Linked DNA regions of Mus musculus: all the other regions are linked to region 6. A link is a contact called in public HiChIP or PLAC-seq and promoter capture Hi-C data. All regions are on one chromosome and are shown on one strand. Each heading gives the region's core, a stretch centred on a gene start, on an enhancer-like site or on the middle of the called end of the contact. The rest is flanking DNA. Distances are from core to core; before and after follow the strand shown. Region 1 holds the start of Mrpl58 (mitochondrial ribosomal protein L58). Region 2 holds the start of Slc25a19 (solute carrier family 25 (mitochondrial thiamine pyrophosphate carrier), member 19). Region 3 holds the start of Nt5c (5',3'-nucleotidase, cytosolic). Region 4 holds the start of Hid1 (HID1 domain containing). Region 5 holds the start of Mgat5b (mannoside acetylglucosaminyltransferase 5, isoenzyme B). Region 6 holds the start of Foxj1 (forkhead box J1). Region 7 holds the start of Sumo2 (small ubiquitin-like modifier 2).

What was found. Promoter capture Hi-C pulls out the DNA fragments that hold promoters and counts their contacts. HiChIP or PLAC-seq counts read pairs in DNA pulled down with a chosen protein or histone mark.
Region 1: a contact with region 6 is called in a promoter capture Hi-C map of liver, with 3 times the contacts expected there. The contact joins the promoter of Mrpl58 here to the promoter of Foxj1 in region 6.
Region 2: a FOXA1 HiChIP or PLAC-seq map of pancreatic cancer cells shows a contact between it and region 6. The contact joins the promoter of Slc25a19 here to the promoter of Foxj1 in region 6. A contact is called at or near these places in 1 of 39 promoter capture datasets (hippocampal neurons) and 1 of 115 datasets of contacts at active chromatin or transcription factors (pancreatic cancer cells).
Region 3: a contact with region 6 is called in an HNF4G HiChIP or PLAC-seq map of pancreatic cancer cells. The contact joins the promoter of Nt5c here to the promoter of Foxj1 in region 6. A contact is called at or near these places in 1 of 39 promoter capture datasets (liver) and 1 of 115 datasets of contacts at active chromatin or transcription factors (pancreatic cancer cells).
Region 4: a contact with region 6 is called in a FOXA1 HiChIP or PLAC-seq map of pancreatic cancer cells. The contact joins the promoter of Hid1 here to the promoter of Foxj1 in region 6. A contact is called at or near these places in 1 of 39 promoter capture datasets (liver) and 1 of 115 datasets of contacts at active chromatin or transcription factors (pancreatic cancer cells).
Region 5: a promoter capture Hi-C map of liver shows a contact between it and region 6, with 2.3 times the contacts expected there. The contact joins the promoter of Mgat5b here to the promoter of Foxj1 in region 6. A contact is called at or near these places in 2 of 39 promoter capture datasets (both in liver) and 2 of 115 datasets of contacts at active chromatin or transcription factors (embryonic forebrain and pancreatic cancer cells).
Region 7: a promoter capture Hi-C map of neural stem cells shows a contact between it and region 6. The contact joins the promoter of Sumo2 here to the promoter of Foxj1 in region 6. A contact is called at or near these places in 2 of 39 promoter capture datasets (liver and neural stem cells).

Annotation. Positions count from the first base shown.
Region 1 is chr11:115,401,812-115,405,035 of GRCm38.p6, reverse strand. It overlaps Mrpl58 (mitochondrial ribosomal protein L58), which reads right to left and starts at 1,284. Exons shown (of 6, transcript NM_001347645.1): 1 at 1,076-1,284. The coding sequence starts at 1,261.
Region 2 is chr11:115,626,533-115,629,593 of GRCm38.p6, reverse strand. It overlaps Slc25a19 (solute carrier family 25 (mitochondrial thiamine pyrophosphate carrier), member 19), which reads left to right and starts at 1,299. Exons shown (of 7, transcript NM_026071.3): 1 at 1,299-1,529.
Region 3 is chr11:115,489,895-115,493,204 of GRCm38.p6, reverse strand. Nt5c (5',3'-nucleotidase, cytosolic) reads left to right here and starts at 1,391. Exons shown (of 5, transcript NM_015807.1): 1 at 1,391-1,598; 2 at 1,834-1,934; 3 at 2,007-2,067; 4 at 2,238-2,352; 5 at 2,461-2,780. The coding sequence starts at 1,419. The coding sequence ends at 2,606. Armc7 (armadillo repeat containing 7) reads right to left here. Exons shown (of 3, transcript NM_177778.5): 3 at 2,739-3,310. It also overlaps the pseudogene Gm11694.
Region 4 is chr11:115,366,168-115,369,402 of GRCm38.p6, reverse strand. It overlaps Hid1 (HID1 domain containing), which reads left to right and starts at 1,647. Exons shown (of 19, transcript NM_001346774.1): 1 at 1,647-1,859. The coding sequence starts at 1,794.
Region 5 is chr11:116,917,596-116,920,614 of GRCm38.p6, reverse strand. It overlaps Mgat5b (mannoside acetylglucosaminyltransferase 5, isoenzyme B), which reads right to left and starts at 1,752. Exons shown (of 18, transcript NM_172948.3): 1 at 1,072-1,752. The coding sequence starts at 1,139.
Region 6 is chr11:116,333,919-116,337,068 of GRCm38.p6, reverse strand. It overlaps Foxj1 (forkhead box J1), which reads left to right and starts at 1,715. Exons shown (of 3, transcript NM_008240.3): 1 at 1,715-1,851; 2 at 2,361-3,027. The coding sequence starts at 2,530. It overlaps Rnf157 (ring finger protein 157), which reads left to right. Exons shown (of 19, transcript NM_027258.1): 19 at 1-724.
Region 7 is chr11:115,534,269-115,537,589 of GRCm38.p6, reverse strand. Sumo2 (small ubiquitin-like modifier 2) reads left to right here and starts at 1,360. Exons shown (of 4, transcript NM_133354.2): 1 at 1,360-1,492; 2 at 2,907-3,038. The coding sequence starts at 1,472.

The sequences.
Region 1 (3,224 bases), core at 35-2,534, 930 kb after region 6:
CAAGTGCTTGGGTTACAGATTCAGGCCACTGTGGCCCATTCTTCCAGGCTTTTCCCAGATCACTCTACCTAAAACTTCAATGCTTAGCTGGGTTTGTTGGTATATGCCTGTAATCTCAGTACTTGAGAGGCAGGAAGATCACTGCAAACTAGAGATCATCCAGGGCTTTTAAAGAGCTTTTCTCACAACATGTATCAGTACAGTGATACATGCCAGTAATCTTTACGCGTGGGAGATGAACGTGGAAGGATCAGGAGCTCATAGCCACCCACAGCTATGTAGCAAGTTCGAGTCTAGCCTAGGCTACATGAGATCCTTTGTCCAAACAAACAACAAACCTACAACTGTTATTATCTCTAGCTTCACCTTTGCCTTCTGAGTCTTACTATCTCTGAAGTATCATATTTAGTGTTACTTGGGTTTATTCATTTATTTTTGTCTGTCGCCCTCCAGTATACGAGCTTTACAGCCTTAGGATTTCTGTTTTACTACTCTCTGCCCCAAATTAGCACTGTGCTAACAGCATGCTCTCAAAAGATGTCTGCTGAATGAGGTGCGAGTGGATGAATGAAAATACTTGATGCTCTTTCAATCCTACAGGTGCAGCTCAATAGATGCTCTCTTTCCTGCTCAGGCCCCACGCAGTACCACTACATGACGCAGGCTAAACATGGACCCTTAGGGACCAAACCAGCTTTGTCTCAGGCTTCCTAACGTTACTAGGGTCAAAAGACTGGGTAACGTCCCAACTTGCGGATCTCAGGTTTTACTACTTTCAAGGTCCATAATGCACATCTTCCCATATAATGTGAGCCTGAAGGCCGGGAAGCAAACGTGGACAAACTAACGATCTAGAAAGACGCGTATGTGGCGGCTCTCTCCCAGGGTCTGCACTACCCGAGCCACGAGGGTTGCAATCACACTCTACAGTCCCAGCACATCCCGCACCTCCGGCCGGGTTACTAGGGCGATCAGTTCCTCCTGGGGCAACCAAAACCTTGCAAGCCGCCCGGCTTCCTCGCGTCACCTAGCAGCGGGAGGAACCGCCCTTTCCGTCCCGCCTTTCTCGGCTCACCGGGACCTTCCAGGCGGTATCCGCGCCCTTGGACTCGGGGTACAGCTTGTCCAGGCTGTAGATGCTCTGGAACGTGGTGCCGTCTACCTGTCTGTGCAGAGCCCGGCGAGCACAGCGCGCGGGCGGCGCGAGCAACAACGTTCCAGTTCGGCTCAGGCCCCAGCGTAGGCCCCAGGCGGTCGCCATGTTCACCTCCCAGGACCGCTTCCGGTGCTCACTCTTCCGGCGGTCCGCCAGCCTTGGCTGAGCTGGCTCTTAAGTTCCGCCGGGTTTCTCGGGCTCCGGGCTGTCCACCTTGGCGGTGATGGTGGGAAGTGGTGCGCACCCAGCTGACATCTGGTAGAGGTTGACCGGCAGATAGAGACCACCTACGGGAGATTTTTCTTAAAAAGATTCCTGTATGGGTCTGACTGAGCGGTGCTCACCTGCAGTCCCAGCACTGCTCTCAAGGCTAAGGCAGATGAGAGCCTAACCTAGTCACATAGCCCCTGTCATAAAAATAATACATACATGGCCAGGCGTGGTGGCACTTAATCCCAGCACTTGGGAGGCAGAGGCAGGTGGATCTCTGAGTTCGAGGCCAGCCTGGTTTACAGAGTGCGTTCCAGGACAGCAAGGGCTATGCAGAAAAAAAACCCTGTCTTGAAAAACCATAAAAAAAAAATAATAATAGTACATACATACACACATACATACATACATGGCCAGGCCTTAATCCTTGCACTTGGGAGGCAGAGATAGGTGGACCTAGGCTAGCCTGGTCTACAAAGTGAGTCCAGGACAGCCGAGGCTTCTATACAGAGAAACTCTGTCTTGGAAAAATCATTTTAAATGTGTGTGTATGTAAACAAATATATAAATGCATAAATACATAAACAAACACTGGATCTAGCATCCTAGAAACACCCTTTTCTCTTTTTTGAGTCTGTTCTCCTTCCCTGGACCCTTGAGCAACCTAACTAGATACAGCAAGGACGACCTTACCTGCTAAGCTCGGACTTTCCCTGCCCTTTCCTATCCCTTGTTCAGTGTGAGCCACATTCCTAACTTGCTTTAGATAGATGAGTGGATAGACAGTCAACCAATCTTTGTGTGTTCGATTTTGAGCTTAAGGGTTGGTTTTGTGGTATTTATTTAGGCAGGTTTCAATTATGTAGCCCTAGCTGGCCTGGAGCTCACTATATACAGCAGGTTGCCTGCCTCTCAGTCCAGAGCATTGGTATTAAAAGCTTACCCAACCAGGTCTGTCTTTTGCTTGTGTTTTGAGACAGGGTTTCAACCTATTTAGCTCAGACTAGTCTTGAACTCCTGACCCTCCTGCCTTCACCTCACAGGTGTTCAGATTTGTACCACTACTCCAAGGCCCAGTCTTATGTTCTAACATATTGCCTGTCTCCAAGTTAGAATGTAAGGTCTCTGCTGTATCCCAAACATGCAGAGTGTGTCACATCACAGACATACCACGACTGTGGGTCAAGTGAATTTCATGGTAGTTCACGTTTTTGTTGTTCTTTGGTTTGGTTTTTCTTTTTCTTCTTTTTTTTTTTCCTCATGACAGTATTTCTGTGTAACCTTGACTGTTCTGAAACTCGCTCTGTAAACCAGGCTGGCCTTGAACTCTTAAAGATGCACCTGCTCTACCTCCTGACTGCTGGGATCAAAGGCAAGTGCTACTATGCCCAGCAGCAGTTCATTTTTGTAAGTTGAGTTTCAGTCAAGTTGAATCAACTTCAGGTTTTTTGTTTTTATCTACAAAACAGCCTTATAAGCCACTCACACCCATGTGAGAGTTGTGATGAATGGCTTTGCTTATACCCAGCCAGGGATGGGAGGCAGATCACTGGAAGTGGTTCTAAATACAGGCATCTTCCCTCCTCAAGCTTTAAGAAGCAGCATAGTGGATTCTTCTAGCCACTAAAAACAAACTGGAGGTGGTTGGAAAGATGGCTCAGTGGTTAAAGAGCACTGACTGCTCTTCCAGAGGTGCTGAGTTCAATTCCCAGCAACCACATGGTGGCTCACAACCATCTGCAATGGGGTCTGATGCCCTCTTCTGGTGTGTCTGAAGAGAGCATTGGTGTACTCTTATACATAAAATAAATAAATCATTAAAAAAGTAAAAAAAAAAAAAAAAGCAAACTGGAGAAGT
Region 2 (3,061 bases), core at 50-2,549, 710 kb after region 6:
CAGCACTCGGGAGGCAGAGGCAGGTGGATTTCTGAGTTCGAGGCCAGCCTGGTCAGAACTCAGAGTGAGTTCCAGGACAGCCAGGGCTGCACAGAGAAACCCTGTCTCGAAAAACCAAAAAAAAAAAATACAAAAAGGGGCTGGAGAGATGGCTCAACAAAAAGATGACGGCTTTTCCAAAGGTTCTGAGTTCAATTCCCACAACCACATGATAGTTCACAACCATCTGTAATGGGATCCGATGCCCTCTTCTGGTGTGTCTGAAGACAACTACAGTGCATTTATGTACATAAAATAAATAAATCTTTAAAAAAGATTAACTCTTTTTTTTTTTTTGGTTTTTTGAGACAGGGTTATATATATATATATGGTTATATATATATATGTATAGCCCTGGCTGTCCTGAAACTTACTTTGTAGATCAGGCTGGCCGCGAACTCAGAAATCCTCCTGCCTCTGCCTCCTGAGTGCTGGGATTAAAGGCGTGCGCCACCACGCCTGGCTAAGATTAACTCTTAAACTGTAACAAATAAACCACTGATTTAAAAACATGTAAGTAATGATACATTAAGAAGTTGCAGCAAATTACTTAGATCTCAGTTCAGATAAACTTTTTGTTTTAGAGGTCAGGGTCTCACGTAGCTTAGGCTGGCCTTGAACTCTGGGTTGATGTTGAACTACCGATCGTCCTTCCGGTGCTAAATTTCCTCCGGGGGTGTGTGTGTGTGTGTGTGTGTGTGTGTGTAGTTTCCTCCGGGTGTGTGTGTGTGTTTGTGTGTACAACTCCCTTAAAGGTTCTTATTCCTCCGTGTGTGTGTGTGTGTGTGTAGTTTCCTCCGGGTGTGTTTGTGTGTGTGTGTGTACAACTCCCTTAAAGGTTCTTATCCCAAAGAACCCATCTAACCCCGACCCGTGTGTGTGTGTGTGTGTGTGTGTGTGTGTGTGTGTGTGTGTGTGTGTGTGTACAACTCCCTTAAAGGTTCTTATCCCAAAGAACCCATCTAACCCCGACCCAACTCCAGTCCTTCAGGCTAATAATACCAGGCTTCCCGCCATCTTTTCCAAAGTTATATGACTTCTAAGACTACATTGATTTGGAAAATAAAAAATAAAAACTGGGTCAAGTTCAGCGAGCTCTAATATTCCATAGCCGCGCAGACTTCAGAGGATCGCGCCAATGAGAGGCCCTCTAGAAGGTCGTAAAAGCCAACTTCGCCATCCGCTCTTTTACGGCGTCGGAAATGCGCACGCAAGGCGCTGTGGTACTACACCTCCCAGGAGTCTCTGCAGCTTCTCAAGGGGGTGGGGCTTGGAAGCGGAAGACTACAGTACCTAGCGGTATCTGGACAGTGACATTGGGATGGGACCTTCGACGTACAACGATTCGTCCAGCGGCGGCCAAAAGCTGCACGGTGATTGGCCTAGCAGCCTGTCAGTTACTGGCAAGTGCTGTTAAGTTTTGCTGTTGGGCTACACTGAGAGGGAGGGAGAACTGAGCTTGAGGAGCCCGGACGGGCCTGAAGTGTCAGGTGAGTGGACCTCTGGCTTTGCTTTCTTCCCGGTACTCTCGGGGGCCGGTACCCCCACTCCGTGTGTCAGAACAGAGAAGGGCAGGTATCCACGTGGGGCGGGGACGGATGCTCACGAGGCACACCTGACCCCAGGAGCATCTTCAGAGACACGGAAGGCGAATCCCTCCCACCACCACTCACCATCGTAGGCGTTTGCACATGGGGTGTCCACTGCCCCGGACTCACGGAGACGCCCTCTCCACCCCACCCCATCCCCGGAAAGCCTGGACAGTGCACTCACGCGAGGCTGTCTGCAGAGCGCCTCAGCAGATCACATGGGCTCTCGGTTAGTCACCGAAGGACACCTGTCCACCCGACAGTGGAGTCTGAGGTAGAAAAGCTGCAGGGTGAAGAAACTCGCTTGCACCCCCATCACTGCCACTCAGGTCAGCAGCCGCCCTGTCTCAATCCTGCATTTATATTTATTTATATTATAAATCATTTTTTATCTGTTTAGATAGCAAGACTGTTAATGCACGAAGATTTTTGAATAAACAGGAGATTAATATTTCCCTTTATTTATTTTTGTTATTGGTTTGCGACCGTATAATCCTGGCTAGGCTCGAACTTGTTATGTTCTTAAGGGTGACCTTGAACTCTTGGTCCTCATGCCTCCCACCTCCCAAGTGCTGGAATTACAGACTACACTGCTGTGTTGGTTTTTGGAGACTGAACCCAGGGTACGTTAACAAATGTGATACTTTCCTCGCCTGGGTTGTAAAAATGTTTGTGTTTTTTAGTTTTCTTGAAGGCAAACACTTTTAAAGCTTTTTAGGTGTGTGTGACTTACTGGTTTTTATCACTTAACTTGATGAGCAGTTTGAGCCAGGCAGTCAGACGCCATCTCCTACTTCCCACAAGGGAAACCTGAGTTGGTATTTTATTTCATTTAAATGTCTTTTTACTTTTATTTTGCTGTAAATGAGTGTTTTCCCCGCATGCATGCCTGGGGCAGGAGAAAGAGTTTCGGATCCCCAGAGACTGGAATGACTGCTGTGAGCCTTCTTATGGGTACTAGGTCCTCAGTAAGAGCAGCAGCCAGAGCCTGCGGGTGGGGGCACATGCCTAGAATCCTAGCACTGAGGTAACAACCCAGAGTGGGGGGGTCCTCTAAGTTCAAGGCCAGTCTGGTCTACAGAGTGAGTTCCAGGATAGCCAGAGCTACACAGAGAAACCCTGTCTCGAAAACAAAAAACCCAAAAATCAACAATAAAAAAAGGGGAGTAACCAGTTCCCTTAACACAGGTCTTCCAGCTTGACAGCTGGTCCCCTCACCTGCTAAACCATCCCTGTGCATATAGGCTTTTATTTATTTATTTATTTATTTATTATTTATTTTTGTAACAATGGGTTTATAAACTCAGGATTTTGTGCATAAAAGGCAGGGACTCTACCGTGACTCCTTTTAGTGCTGGGGAGCAGGACCCATGGTCTTGTACATGTTTGGCTAGCATTTTGCCTTTTGTCTGAATTTCTGAATTTCTTGAGGT
Region 3 (3,310 bases), core at 142-2,641, 840 kb after region 6:
AGTCTTGCCATTGTGTGAATCCTTACAGACCCAGCTTTGTTCTCCTCCAGTGTCTTCTAAGAGAAGAGTTGAACCTGACGTTGTTACCAGTTTTCATCCGGATCCACTGAGGAATGGGGCGATTTTGCTTTTGTTTCTTGGCCAGGAATCGCTTGATTCGGAAAGTCTTGTGAGAAGACATGGCAAGAAGCCGAATCAGGCGTAATGCGCAGGATGGCAGAGGAAAGGAGAACCGAATCAGGCGTAATGCGCAGGATGGCAGAGGAAAGGAGAAGAGCTTTTTTTATTTTTAATTTCATTTATATGAGTACACTGTAGCTGTCTTTAGACACACCCGAAGAAGGCATCAGATCCCATTACAGATGGTTGTGAGCCACCATGTGGTTGCTGGGATTTGAACTCAGAACCCGGGGAAGAGCAGTCTGTACTCTTAACCGATGCTGAGCCATCTCTGCAGCCCAAATTTGTTTAAGATAAGGTCTTCACTAAGTAGCTCTGGCTGTCTTGGAACTCAGAGGTCTGCCTCCTGGGTGTGAGGATTAAAAATGTGCGCCACTACACTCTGCTCCTTTGTTGTTTTAAACTGGCTTTTCTTCAAGTGAGATGTCGGGCTCCATGCTGACAAACTTCTGCCATGGGTTAGAAGTCATGTCTTATCGGGGTGTAGCAGTGCCCACCTTTAAACCCAGCACATGGAAGGCAGAAGCAGGCAAACCTCGGGGAGTTTGAAGCCAGTCTGGTTCACAGAGTTTCAGGACAGCCAGGGCTATGTGGAGAAACCCTGAGTCGGGGGTGGGGGGGGAGTCATTACTCAAATCTGCATTTATAGGTTGGAAAATTGATGTGATGTCGCCATTGACTCTGAAATCTACAAGAATAAGTTGTGTCTCTGTGTGTGAACGCTTAACATTTTCTAGAGGGACATACAAGTTTTCGATTCTACCGGAGACCTCGGGTCCACAGGAAAAAGTAGTGGACGCAGATTGAAAACAATGTTACTGTTTCAAACCAAGTCTGGCTTATGAGTCCGGTCTCTTGAGAGCCCAGCTCATGCCCAGCTCATGCCCACGGTTGTCTTTAAGGGGTCCTTCTCATCCCTTGAACTGGGAGACTCACGATCCTGTCAGCTTCCAGCCTGGACAAACATGGGAGAGGCAAAGGATGCATTCAGCATGCGAAGCAGGTTCCCCATTGCCAAGAAAGTATTTCGGATCTTAGAGGTTATGGGAGAGGGATTCTGATGCTGCACATGAGCGGCAGCCCCGTAAGGGACGCAATGCCATCCTGGGCACCTGGTTGGCCACTCTGTGCAAATGAACAAAGTCCGGCCCGCCCCTACCCCGGTCCCGGAAGCTTGTTTCCGGGTCTGGCATCTTCCGTGCTTGCCGCTGTGCTCTGCGGAGACACCGGGCGTGGCAATGGCGGTGAAGCGGCCCGTGCGCGTGCTGGTGGACATGGACGGCGTGCTAGCTGATTTCGAGTCCGGCCTCCTGCAGGGTTTTCGCCGCCGCTTTCCCGAGGAACCGCACGTGCCGCTGGAACAGCGCCGGGGCTTCCTCGCCAACGAGCAGTACGGAGCTCTGAGGCCGGACCTGGCGGTAGGAGACCCGATGGGGAACCTCTAGGCTGAGTTCTCTTCTAGGCAGCCAAGCTGTGCGAATCCACAGTTCACCCCCGAACCAGAAAGCTTGAAAGGGTACACACACACACACACACACACACACACACACACTAGAACCGAGGTCTCCTGCAGAATCTTTGTGTGTGTGTGTGTCCTCTTTGGGGCTCCCCCTACTGGAAAGCAGGAGCGGGACCAAGATCTCTCTCTTTCAGGAAAAAGTGGCCAGTGTGTATGAATCTCCAGGCTTTTTCCTAAACTTGGAGCCCATCCCTGGGGCCTTGGACGCTTTGCGAGAGATGAACGACATGAAAGAGTAAGGAGGGTGAGGAGGGGGCGGCGGGAAGACGGCCAGTGCCCCAGGCCTAACTGCACCCCTTCTCCGCAGCACCGAGGTCTTCATCTGCACCACCCCACTGCTGAAGTACGACCACTGTGTGGGCGAGAAGGTGCCGGCGCCTGCGCTGATTTAAAAAAATAAACCAGAAAATGGGGGCTGGGTGAAAGGGGTCCCGCGTGTTTGAGGGCTAGTCCCACTTAAGCCCCCATGCCTTACTTATCTTGCATTCTGAGCCTAGCAAGTTCCACTGACCTCTCCCCACCCCTCCCGCCTATACAGTACCGCTGGGTGGAGCAGAACCTGGGGCCAGAGTTTGTGGAGCGGATTATCTTGACTAGGGACAAGACGGTGGTCATGGGAGACCTGCTCATTGATGACAAAGACAACATTCAAGGTTGGGCCAGCCAGTTAACCTTGACAACCCCCAGGCATCTGGCCTGCTGGGATTAAGGAGGAGTAAAAATGACCCAATTACAGAGCGCACGCTGTCTTTACTGCCCAGGCCTAGAGGAGACCCCAAGCTGGGAGCACATCTTGTTCACCTGCTGCCACAATCAGCACCTGGCCCTGCCCCCCACCAGGAGACGGCTGCTTTCCTGGAGTGACAACTGGAGGGGGATCATTGAGAGCAAGCGAGCCAGCCTGTGAAGGACCCTGAGGTGGACAGGACCCTGCCTGGACAGGTGACTTTCTTTAATCAGGGAGCCACTTGAACAGACTGCTTTCCGGCTCCTCCCAGGAGGCCTACACGGGAAAGAAGGAGACTAGCACACAAATACAGTGGAGAAAATCAGGAGGTTTTTAATAAAAATAAAAACCAAACGCGAGGCTTTGGATCTTTGATGCTCCTTTTCCTTTTCAGCTCAGGATGGGAGCGGGAGCCTTCCTTCATCCAGTGGCTGTACGACAGCCCCTCTCCAGCCCTTGTAGATCTCCTTCCTCAGCTTTCGTTGTCCATCTGAGGGGGGACAATGCTGAGTGATCAGGGCCCCCATTTTCCCTAAACTCCACTTCCTGTCAGGACTGCTCTTCGCTTATCCCCTAATTCCATTTTTTCTTCTCAGTGGCAGAGGAGGGCGGGGTAACCAGTTACAGGAGCTCGTTAGACTCTATCGGACCTTTGTGGTCAGGAACTCACTAGGTGGACCAGACTCATCGCTATCCCGCTCCTGTCTCTCAAGGGATTAGATTAGAGGTTGGGCCGCCATGGTCCCCTGACATTAGTTTCTAGGTGTCTTTATGGAAGGTCTGCATCTGAGTCCTGAGGGGTTGACAGTACCTACTGGAGGCTTGTGGCTCCTGAGAGAATGGCAGGAAGCAGACTGGGATAGCCCATGAAAGGTTCATGTTCA
Region 4 (3,235 bases), core at 398-2,897, 970 kb after region 6:
CTATGTAGAACAGGCTGGTTTTGAACTCAAAGAGACCTGCCTGCCTCTCCCTCTTGTGTGCTAGAATTAAAGGCCTGTGTTAGCATACTTGGCTTGGTGCTATGCTTTTTTTTTTTTTTTTAAACTGAATAAAGAAACCATTCATTATCTCAGAGTGATTACAAAAAAAAAAGCCCTGGGGGCACACCCAGAATTTTGTAGGGACAACATACCTTTAGAGAAAAGCTAGAGCTACCCAATGCTGTGGCTTGTTCTGTGAGGTAGTGAGACCATGCCCTCTCTCTCTACCTCTACACCTGATCCAGCTGCCTTGATGGAGCATACTCCTTATTTTACAACTCCGGGATCCCCCTTTAGATTAAAGTCATGTTGTTTAGAACTATCCAGGATTCTCAGAAACTTCTAGACACAGTAACATGATTGTGTGAGGGGTGGGACACATACATCATACATGGCCCTGGCTGTCCTGCTGTCCTGGCTTGCTATGAGATATATATATATTAGATAAATACCAGATTATTTTGGATTTTGCCAATGCTGGTCTCAAACTCACTATTCACCAAGGATGACAGTCCCTCTTGCCTTCACCTCCTGAGTTCTGAGATCTCATATGTGGATCAACTATTTTTATTGGGTTGTCAGCTATTACTCTTAATTTAATAATTAGAGTGCTTGCCTAACATCCAAGAACCTCTTGGTTCAATCTACAGCACCCCATAATACCAAGGGTGATCATGGAACCTGTGACCTTGGTACTTGGGAGATGGATTAAAAAATTCATCACCAGTAACAGTGAGTTCGAGGCAAGCCTACGATAAACTCCTCACAAAACAAACACAGTGTACTAGGCTATACCATGGGTAAACTCCTTTCTTCTGAAACCAGGATCTGTGATGTTTATGTCATGTCCTCTACACTTCAAAGAGTTCTCAGGGAAGCCAGGGAGCTAGATAAGCGTCAAGACCCAAGGGATTTTTCACTGCTGAGCTGCCTTCCTGGAACAGGGACACTGAGTCAGCCCATCCTTCCACACAAGCAAGAGCTAAACCTTTTAAGGGTTAGAATAACTTCAAGGCTAGACACGTGGATTTGATAGGTCAGAAAGAGAAGCAAACAGAAAGAAAGGAAGGGAGGAAGAAAGAAAGGAGAGGAGAGGAGGGGAGGGGAGGGGAGGAGAGGAGAGGAGAGGAGAGGAGAAAAAGAAAAGAAAAGAAAGGAAAGGAAAGGAAAAGAAAAGAAAAGGAAAGGAAAGGAAAGGAAAGGAAAGGAAAGAAAAGAAAAGAAAAGAAAAGAAAAGAAAAGAAAAGAAAAGAAAAGAAAAGAAAAGAAAAGAAAAGAAAAGAAAAGAAAAGAGAAAAAGCAAGCAAGCTCAGATAGCAACAATAGTAGGAAAGCATGAACATCAGGTAGAGAGGATTGGAGGAGAAACTGCGGGTCTGAGCAGGAATGAAGAATGAAGGTGGAGGCAGGAGATGAGATACCAGGAGGGTTTCAGTCTTGCGGACTGAGGATCGAGGACAACACTCAGTTGCAGACGAAAGGACCAGGAGTTGGGTTCCACGGAGAACTCCGGACTTCTTCTTGGAGGCCTGAGCGGCAGGTGCAGAGGCGGGGCCTCGTGGGGGCGGATCTAAAGGCGGAGCCACAGGGGCGGGGCCGACGCCTGCGGCAGGCGGGGTTCGCAGCTTCGCTCCCCAGAGAGCAGCCGGGGCTGCGGAGCTGGAGCTGGAGTCACAGCCGGAGCCCGCGGCAGAGTCGGAATCCGGGGTCGGGCTGGAGCGGGGTCCATCGACATGGGATCCGCAGACTCCAAGCTGAACTTCCGGAAGGCGGTGATCCAGCTGACCACCAAGACGCAGGTGCGCCTGGGGGCCCAGCCTCTTCATCCACCTGCCGGCCCTGGGGGCAGGGCAGGGCCGGGGGGGCTGGGTGAACACGGTTCACCCGAGGGTGGGGTGACCGGCTAATCCAGAGGGGGATGCTGAAACAAGCACCGGAACGGGACTTTTCCTTTGTAACTAGGGCTCCATCCCTGCCTCTGGGAGCCCACCCTATGCCTACTCTCCCCTGGGAACACTCTCCCGGGCACTGCTGCTGCTGCCACCTTAGGCTGACGTGTGCCTACTCCTGGAGCCGGCGGCGACAACGTTATCCGCCCCCTGTCCCGCCCCCCCGGTGCCCGCAGCCTCGCTTAGCCAGCCTCTTCCCGCTCCCACCTACCCATCCATCGCCCCGCTGGTCTCCCTGCCCCTCAGTGCCCATGGTCCCGGACATACAGCCCCGGCTGACTCAATGCAAACAAAGCCGGGCCGGCGCCTGCCTGGGTTGGGGAAAACAGCTGGTGCGCGATGGCAGCGGTGGCAGCGGTGGCCTCTCTGGGCCCTGGCTGATGCCTGAGGGTAGGGAAGGCCCAGGTCTTCCTGGGAGCTCATAGAGTGGCAGGCAGCGGCAGCTGGGTAAGAGGAGCTGTCCTCAGGCCTAGGGAAGCCAGCTTTCCAGCTAGTGATGATCCAGGGGCTTCTCCAGGCCCGGTGGAGCTGATTGGCTGTGCTTTTTGGCACCCGGAATAGGGATTGGGGTTTCGGGGATGAGGAGATTATCATTGGTCTGTTGGAGAGGGAGCCATGGGTAACTCCAGTCCACACTCCCCCCCCCCATCCCCCGTGTCTACAAGTGTCACAGAAGCTGCCTCCTACCTTCAGCACACACCTCTTGACCCAGCAAGGTTCCTTCCCTGTCGTCCCTTCAATCTTTATTTCTGGAAACCAGGCTACTCTGGTTATGGAGATACCAGCAGCCTCTCCAAGGCCCTGCCTGTCAAAGGGCTCTGGACCTACTGCCATCTGGAACCCCACCCCCATCCGACTGTTCTCAGAGCTCTATATTGTTCTTGGCCAGTGTGAGTGGGATCAGGAGAGCTGCCTACCCACAACCAGCCAGTCACAGCCTCAGAGAGCCGACCACTACTCCCACACCCTGTTACCCACCTTGGGAAGGTCAGAGGCCGAGGAAAGGAATGCCAGGGCCTCTAGAGAGCCTGTTTCTATCTGAGGGGCACTTGGCGGAAACCAGAACTGCTTCTCTTTGCTTCCTGTGGCTTGTTCCAGAACCTCAGACGTGAGACTCTCCATCAGTGGGTAGCAGGAAAGGGTGGTGTGTGGTATTTTGCACAGTGTAGGGTGGTGAGAGCTGGGGGAGCGTCTCCCATGTTTGCCCTGCCTGGGGAGGGGCTGGC
Region 5 (3,019 bases), core at 503-3,002, 580 kb before region 6:
CCAGCATGCTGATGGCAAGAGGCAGGTGGGCCACATCACCTCAGCCCCAACCCAGCTGGGTACAGGAGGTTGTCTGGAGGTACCGGGGATCAACCCAGAACCTGGGAGAAAAGCCAGCACCTGCCTTAAGGTTTATGATCGGACTCCACCTGTGGCCTAGTCCCGAGTCCCACCCCCACAACGGTGCCCATCTCTCCCTCTGTGTCTTCTGAAGCCCAGCTGCCAAACAAGGCAGTACTTCAGGCCTCCCAGACACCCTCTCCCCTAGTCTGGCCTCGGGGCCTAGCTCTGCTGGAGTCTGGGGGAAGGAAGTGGGGTCCCTTCTTGGACCAACAGGTCTTAGCGAGTCTCTCACAAACTGCACCCCTGCCTGGCCAGGACTGTCCACGGGAAGGGAGGGAGGGAGGGAGGGAGGGAGGGAGGGAGGGAGGGAGGTGTTCCATGCACCTGCTATGCCTATCTAGTCTGTTGGAGATCCGCGATTGGGAGTGAATCCCTAGCAGAAGGGGGTCCTTGCCCCAATCTTGGGGACGTTCCTGTCAGACCCAGGTTTGTCCCCCACCAGGAAGATGAGTGAGATGCAGGGGGAGGGAGGGGGAGAGGAAGGGGGATGAACTAGGCAGAGGATGGGCGGGCCGACCTAGGAGACAGGCGGGACACCAGGGGTGCTTCCTAGGCACCCCACAGTAACTTCGCAGCTCAGATAGGACCGACAAGAGATGAAAAAGACCGCAAGGGGCAGGAAAGGGACTTGCTGGCTGGGGCCACTTTGGAGCCCAGGACCTTGATCTTGGTGTTTTCTGACTCCATGCTCACCTCTCTATACCTGATATCGTTCCAATCTTGGTCAACTCAAGAAAGATCCAGACCCGCACCCCCCCACACACACACATACCCCAACCCTATCTAATTCCGTCTTCCCATCCCCATGGCCCTCATCGAGAATAGACTCGCGAACCTCCTTTGCCACCCGAACTCGCACCCCCTGAGGGGACCGACCTCGCCCAGCTCCACCATGAGTCCCCTTGGGGAGGTCTTGACCTCCCTGCGCCAACCAGTAGAGAACTTTACCGAAAGGGTCTCAGGGTGACCAGGCATCTTCTGACCATTATCTTCCCATCTGGGTTGACTGTGATCATTGTTCAAACTTGTCTGGGCGAGAAGCCGGGGGCGAGGCCGGACGCACCGTCCTGGGCCCGGCTCTGACCGCCTCGGGAACCACGAAGCCGCTGCGGGCCGAAGCCGGGGGGTCGCAGCACCGAGGGAGCGCGGGGCACGGTGGCTCTGCAGCCCCGCGCGGGGCACGGCGCGGCCTGGGCGCGCAGGGCAGGGGTTCGGCGAGAGCTTGGGGCCGGGCGCTCTCTGCGTCTCCGCCCTCCCCGATTCACATTTTGGGGAAGGCGAGGCGGCGCGCCCCCAGATCGCCGGCCGCGCGTCTGCCTGCTAGGCTCGCTGGCTGGGCGGGACGGCGCCGCGGCGCGCAAACGGGCTTCCCGCGGCGGGCGCCCTCATTCCCGGGGCCCGCGCCCTCAGAGCCGGCTAGAGGCGGCCCCAGGCCCGCACCCCGGCCCCCCGCACCTTCCGGCCGCGCCGCTCTGCAGCCGCGCGCAGCGCCGCGCCCATGGCTTTGGGAAGGAACGGCTGCGCGCTCGCCTGCCTTCGTCCTCGCCCGCCCGCTCGCCCGCTCGGTCGCTCGGCCACCCGCGCTCCGGGCTCCGGGCTCCCGCGCGGCGCTACAACCCGAGGCGCCGCATTGTTCCCTCTGAGGAGGCGGCCCGGGAGCGGCCTCGCGTTTCCTCGGCGCCTGAGCGCCATCTGGTGGCCGCAGTCTCGCTGCGCTCCCTCCCCGGGCTGTGCGAGGAGGAGGGGGACGCGAGCGCGGGAGCCATGGCTCTGCGCCCCTCCCTGGACCATGCAACTTCCTAGGGCATCCAGCAGACCGGAGAGCCGAGGCTGCTCCGGTAACTGCATCGCGCAGGGGAGATGGGGCGCGGAGAGGGGACCCTTGTCTCTCCTGCAGAGCACGAGCCACCACTACCACCCCCAAGAGCTTCCGTACCTATGGCTTCTCACCCGCTGATTCTCTCGGCAACACCCACCCACCCTGAGAAACTCCCCGAGTCCTCCCACTTCTCACTTGCCTATAATAAACTGGGGCTGTGGCATTCATGCCAGGAGCCGTCAGCTGTATGCCTGAGGTCTAGCCTTGGACCCTCTCAATCACTGAGTTAACGGGCTTTCTAGTATACAACTAATGACCAAAAAGCTCACCAAGGCTCTTTAAAGTCAATTCCCAAACCCACAGGCTTAAATTTTAGCATTGTTGAGCCCTGCGCACACCATCCCTGCGTGTGTGTGTGTGTGTGTGTGTGTGTGTGTGTGTACTGTCCTGTCACTTCCTCACTTAGAGTTGATGTGAGTTTGGTCTTGACAGCCAGGAATGAAATTATCACCCAGGCTTGTGGCAGCTGGAGGCACCCAGACAAGATGCATGATTTAGAGGCCCAGCAGAGACCCCATCGCCCTCAGACATTTCCTTAGCCAGCTGGCTGGAGTGCCCGAATTTCCCTCCTCCATCCGTCACTCTTTCACTGAGGCACGGTCAGACTGCCCTTGCTCAATGCAAATGTGCTACCTAGCGAGCGAGCGAACACATCAATTCGCCAACACCAATTTATCGCCTGTTTTCTCGTTGGCGGGAGTAAGGCAACTAGGTAACAGGTGAACGCTGGTGGAGAAGCAGACAAAGCAGTCACCGCTGGTAAGGAAAGGCTCAAGGGAGGCAGAGAAAGCTGCAAAGGGCCTGGGGATGCCAGGGTGCTTGGATGGAACCAGGTTAAGATGGAAGAAAACACGGGTGTCCTAATTAGGTTTCTGTTGCCGAGATAAATATCCTGACCAAAAGCAACTTGGGAAGAGAGGCTATGCTTGGCTAACACTTTCCCCTGGCAGTCAATCATGAAGGGAAGTCAGGGCAGAAACACAAGGCAGGAACCTGAAGGCGGGAGCTGACAGAGAG
Region 6 (3,150 bases), core at 466-2,965:
AGTGGCCAGGAACCCTCGAAAAAGCCATTATAATCAGCCCTTCCGTCTCCCTTCACAAGTGCTCAGCCTGAATTCCATAATCCAGGCACCCAGGTTAGCATACCCTTTGCTCTGCCTTGCTCATTCCGCCCCTCACTCTGCCCTTTTACTTCTTGGCAAGCAGAAATAGCCCATTCACAGGGTGGCCCACTGTCAGCTGCCACACAACCCAGTCCATTTGGGAACCATCCCTTTCTTGGGGCTCAAATGTACAGAGTCAGGCATGTTCTCCTGGTGCCGTTGGCTCCTCATCACACAGTATCTGCACCTTTCCATGCTTGGTACTGCCCAGATCTTGGCCTCCTCAAAGAGCCTTTTTGCTTTACCTAATTTCATCCCACCAGAGTGTCTATCCCCTGTGACATCTGCCAGGCACAGACTCAAACCCTAAGCCATCCATCCCACTGGGGAACTAGTCCTGTCCATCTGGTGTTGGCGTGCTGGCTGCACACTTTGTTTTAGGGCCTGAACACCTGTGTGTATGTGTGTGTGTATGTGTGTGTGTGCGTGCGTGTGCTCTGTATGTGCCATCTGTGTACCCCTCACATTCATGGAGTACACTTATAGGCACATTACAGTGGGGACATCAAGATGCAATATTTATGGATTGCTGCATGATTCTTAAAAGTGAATAAAACTGTTTACAGGGGCAAGGGAGCCATTAATTACAACGTGAATTCGTTTGTGAACGTATTCGTTTCAGTCAGTGGCTCAGGCTCTTTTTAGTATTTCTGCAGACCTGGGTACAAGGCCAGCTCCATTCCTGACTGCCCTACCTGCTTCTGCATCTGCCTTAAACCCGATCACTTCCAATCCTGCAGCTCGTCAATTATTAAAGAACCCCAAAGCTGATGGCAATAGGGAAAGCTAGGGCCCAGAATCCCTTATGCTTAGTAGTTCCCATCACTTAACCAGTTCCTGGCTAAATCAGTAGAACAAATGACCTCTTTGAGAATCTTGCAGGCCCAGGGCTTTTCTGTTTTTTGCCGGCTGGCTCTGCTTCCTAGACTGTCTGAAAGGGCAGCACCTCCGCAGATGCCCCTGGAATGCCAGCTTCCGGGAACTTGAGCAGGGTGAGTGGGCGAGCTGCTTACCGGGAGACGCTGGGTTACCCTACCCGCCTCGGTGTGTCTGCGAGCTGTGTGGCCGTTTCTGCGGATTATAAGCGACAGGTGGCATCAGAGAGTCAAACTTGCCTGTGGGCACCAGAGAAGACACTCGGGGACCAGGGAAAGGCCCCAGAAACCAGACAAAGGCCACTGGCAGCCCGGTGAGGGCAAAGACTTCAAGGGCACGGTTCCCCGAGACTTGGTCTGCAGAATCCGGGGCTGGGTCCCCTCAGCGGTCAAACCCGACGCGTTGGGGGAGGGGTTCCCGGGGCCTCGAGCGGGAGCCGAGCACCCGCCGTGAGACCCAGCGCGGGGCCCTCGGGCGGGAATGCACAGAGTCGGATCTCGGTGGCGGGTAGGGGGCTGGGTGGCGCGGGAGAGGGCGGCAGAACCAGAGAGTTCCAGAGAGTTGCCGCCAGAGGAGCTGCAAGGGCCCGCGGTCTCCTTGGAGACGTACTGGCCAATGACAGCAGCGGAAGCTGTTTATGGGGGCGGGGCGTCGCCATGGCAGCAGAAGAAGCCTTCCGAGCGTCTACTTAATGCCGGTCCCCGGGCCGTCGGCGCTCAGAGAAGCGCCGTCGGGCGAGGGGGGGGGGCGCGAAGAGGGGCGCCAGCACAGCCCTCGAGCTGGGGACAGAGAACCGCGGGAGGTGGGAGGAACTTCTTCCAGAACCTTCCTCTGGCTGGCTGCGCTCTGAGCCAGGTAAGGGACTGGGAGGGCTGTGGACCACGGGATGGGAGGGCGTCGGGACCTGCTGGCTATCCAGTCCATCGGTCGCCCACAGAAGTAGTGGGGCCACGAAAATGAAATCTGAGGAGTTCGGGAGATCGCTTCCTGCTCCTCCATAACTCGGTCCTGTGACCTTCCTTTCCCGAGACCCTTCATCCTAACACCTCTTTTCAAGGATCAGATGACCTACTTTGCCCCAGCCGCGTCGTACTGACCCCCCTGGACTATTGGGATGTGATCTTAGTTTCCCACTCTTTGGGGAAAAGAGTTAGTTTGGGCCTTCCTACCCTCTTCCCTCATTGTGGCCAACAAACCCTTCAAGGGCAGATGGAGAGAGGTGGAGACGCAGGATCAGACCAGGGTCCTGTGTTTCCCTGACCTCGCCACAGGCTGCGGGGATGAATGTGAGGGGCTCCCCCCCTAAGGCGCCTCTTTCCTCTCGGGGTAGGGGAAGAGTGTTCAGTTCCGTGGTGCTCCCGCAGGCCTCACATTCGTGTTCGGAGGAGGCGACCCCCTGGGTCGCAGAATGGAAGTGAGTGTTCTGGAGACTGTGTAACTGGAGTCTGGGTTACCAGCGGGCCAGAGAGCGCGGCGGGCCACTCCGGCTCAGCCTGTGGATGTTGACCGCCCCTTCGGAGAGTCCCCGCAGACATGGCGGAGAGCTGGCTGCGCCTCTGCGGAGCGGGTCCCGGAGAGGAAGCCGGGCCGGAGGGCGGCATGGAGGAGCCGGACGCCCTGGATGACAGCCTGACCAGCCTGCAATGGCTGCAGGAATTCTCCATTCTCAACGCCAAGGCTCCCACTCTTCCCCCAGGAGGCACAGACCCCCACGGCTACCACCAAGTGCCGGGCTTGGTGGCGCCCGGGTCACCGCTGGCGGCAGACCCTGCCTGCCTTGGGCAGCCGCACACACCCGGCAAGCCCACATCGTCGTGCACATCTCGAAGCGCGCCCCCGGGGCTGCAGGCCCCGCCCCCTGACGACGTGGACTATGCCACCAACCCACACGTGAAGCCACCCTACTCCTATGCCACTCTCATCTGCATGGCCATGCAAGCCAGCAAGGCCACCAAGATCACTCTGTCGGCCATCTACAAGTGGATCACGGACAACTTCTGCTACTTCCGCCATGCAGACCCCACCTGGCAGGTAGGGGGAGGAGAGGTGCGGGTGGTGGCCACTCCCTCCTCACGACCTCCTTCTGGCACTTAGCCAGGCTCGCATACCAGATCTGCAAGGCCAAGGAGACACCTGGCTGTGAGGTCAGGCCTC
Region 7 (3,321 bases), core at 111-2,610, 800 kb after region 6:
AGTGGTGGCACATGCCTTTAATCCCAGCACTTGGGAGGCAGAGGCAGGGGGATTTCTGAATTTGAGGCCAGGCTGGTCTACAGAGTGAGTTCTAGGACAGCCAATGCTATACAGAGAAACCCTGTCTCGAAAAACCAAAAAAAAAAAAAAAAAAAACAAAAAAACAAAAAAACCCAAAAACCAGAAAAAGTCTGTACTAAAACTCAAAGAAACAATTAAAATAAAGTTTAATAAAGAAAAAAAGATTAAGGTGTGCTACCACTGGCCTAAGGTGACAGAAAAAAAAAGCCTGTTTTGTGCAGAGTCGAAGGGAGTTGAGTAGGGGTGAGAAACGGGACGTATTACTGGTTTCAGCAAAGGTGACCTTGTGGAGAGTTCTAGTGGAGCTAAGAGGACAACAACAGATTGCAGTGGATTGAGGAGTGAGTGGGAGTTGAGGGGGTGGAGCAGCTGGCATGGGCATTTTTTCAAGCTGTTTGGTCGAGAAGAAGCACTATGGTGGTAATGTAATCGTGGTATTTCCCCCCTCTGTGGGAACACAGTAGTAGAAGAAAATACAGGGGTACAGGAAATAAAAACACCAAGTGAGAGCCACAGGGTGGCATGCACAGCAGAGGGCAGGATTTTCTTCAAATGCGAGGATCCTACTCCTACTTTGTACTGGATTAAGGGACGAAATGATTGATGGGCCCGTGAGCTTCAGGTTGGGTCGGCTCCCCTGATGGACTGTGTTCTCTGGAAGTTGGGAGGCAGGCCACAAGCAAGGAATCCTTTGAGTGGCTATAAGAACAGTTTTCCACAGCAAGAGTAGGGTTCCCAACAGGTTGGAAGACATTTGAGGCTCCCGGGTGGGAAGCTGGTTGATGGGGAAGGACGAAGGGACTGGGAAGTTTGATGTGCAGGGGGGAGTTGCATTTGTCCTACTGAACAGGAGTTTTTCTCACAACCCGCTGCTGCTTTTTTGATGGAGATGCCCCCTTCTACGTGGAGTTGGCCTTCCGTTCTCGACCTAGGCTCACCCCACGTCTAAGGCCACGCGCCTTCCTGTCCTCGCCGAGGACCAGCTGGAAGCCATTTTGATTATGCTCCACCAAAGAAGGAGGACAATACAGCCCCGCCCAGAGCCAGGCGCGCCCCCGCGGCGGGACTGGTGCGCGTGTCCGCGCCTCTTCCCGCCGACCTGGCGGGCGCCTGGCCCAGGCGGCGGAGGCGCGGGCCGTGGGGGGGAGGAGGAGGGGTGGTTATGTAAGCGTTGCGCGCTCCCGCGAAGCGGCAGCCAATGAGAAGCCCCGGATGCTCGTGCTCGCGCACGCAGGGCGGGGGGAGGGAAGCGCACGACGTGCGCGCGCCCTCTGCCTCGTCCACCGCTGCCGCCTCCTCCTGCCGCTCCTGGTGCTGCTTGTGCGCTCCCTCAGTGCGGACCCGGTGCCTCTTTTGTGAAGCGGCAGCTGAGGAGACTCCGGCGCTCGCCATGGCCGACGAGAAACCCAAGGTGAGCTCGCGGCGGCCGGCTGCGCCTCACCGTGCGGACCGGTGGGTGGCGCGGCCCGGGGTCCGGCCGAAGCCCGCCGCGGGCTTCCCTGCCTGCCCGGGGCCCCCCACGGGGCCAGCGGCGGCTCAGGCCCGGCGCTCCGCGCCATTTTCCTCTCTCGCTCTCTTCCTCCCGCCCGCGCCCGAGGAGGCCCGGCGCCCTCCCCCGCCCCCAGGCCCTCGGAGCGCGCGCGGCGCGGCGCGAGGCGGGCAGGCGGCGCTTCGCGGGAGCCCGCGGGCCCGGCGGCCCCGCGCTGGCTCCTCGGCGGCGCCCGGCGCGTGTAAGGAAAGCGTTGGGCGCGCGGGGTCTGGGGCGGCGGCGAAGGCGGGAGTCGTGCGGCCCGGGGTTTCCCTCTCGGGGCTGGGGCCGCGCCGGATCGGTGGTGTGTGCTCCGGCAACCCCGAGTGGGGGATTCCAGAGTCGGTCCGGCTCGAGGCCCAAGGGGCCCGCGGGGGAGGGGCTGCGCTCTCCGCCGTGCGCCCAGAAACCCGCACCCTGGCGGGAACCATGTGGCTTGTTGTGGTTGGAGGCTTAGGTGCGAGCAGAGAGACACGGGCTCAACTTGAGAACGCGCCCTCGGAGGCACGGGCTACTCTTGGCTGCGGACTAGGGGACCAGCATCAGTCCAGGGCAGGGCACTCTCTGGCCCCGACTCTATTTGGAGGGGGACACAGGATGGACGAATCGAATCCTTGGACATAAACATTTGATTTGCTGAACTGCTGTTGGGGTTGCAATGTACGGGAATACTTGCACGAAGACTGTATTGCAGCCATGACAGCAAAGGAGAGGGGGAAAATAAGCTCTGAACTGAAAATGAAGCAGTTATATAGTCGAACGTTAATCGGAAGATGTAAAAAGGGAGACTCGGGATATCCCTCAGTTGAGTGTGTTCGGTTTTTTTTTTTTAAAGATATGTTCATTTGATATCATTGAGCAGAGTTTGCTAACTTTTATCAAGAAGGTAGCAGTAAAATTTGAAATACAAGGTATGGTTTTCTCACTCCCACCCCAAACCGACTCTAGTAGTTGTAGCTTTGAAAAGAGAAAGGACACTGGTGTTTATGGGAAGCGACAAATTTGGGCGATGACAGGAAATAATGCCATTTTAGAAAATTTAACCTCAGATGCATCACAAATTATGCAAGGAGTTTCTAAGTGTATTGTTGCCTTGCTAGTATCAGTGCTTCTGTACCAGACTTGTAACACTTTGTGCAGGGTTTCTGATCTTTCAGCCCAGGGGCTGGGAACAGCTGTATGCTGTTGGAGAGCCTGAGAGAAACCTGTTGATTCTGAAGCGTTCGGGCCCGCAGCTTCTTTAAAGGTGTTTGTGTTTCACAGTTTCCAAATTACACTCTTATTTTTCTTTCAACAGGAAGGAGTCAAGACTGAGAACAACGATCATATTAATTTGAAGGTGGCGGGACAGGATGGTTCTGTGGTGCAGTTTAAGATTAAGAGGCATACACCACTTAGTAAACTAATGAAAGCCTATTGTGAACGGCAGGTGAGGAATTGATAAGTGTACTTCCACTTAATAATCCATGTACACAGCCGAATTAGGAGTAGAAAATGTACCATCACAGTATTGCATGACTATTTTTGTTAAGATGCATGTGATTATATTGTATGTACATTTGCAGGTAGGTTTAATATTATGATTCTTGTGCTAAACCAGTAATCCCTCATTAGATCCATAAGACTACAAGTTCCCAAGGAGATGTCTGCACTTGAATGAGGGGGGAAAGTGGATTAGTATTTGGTGGGGTTTTTGTTTGTTGTTGTTTTTT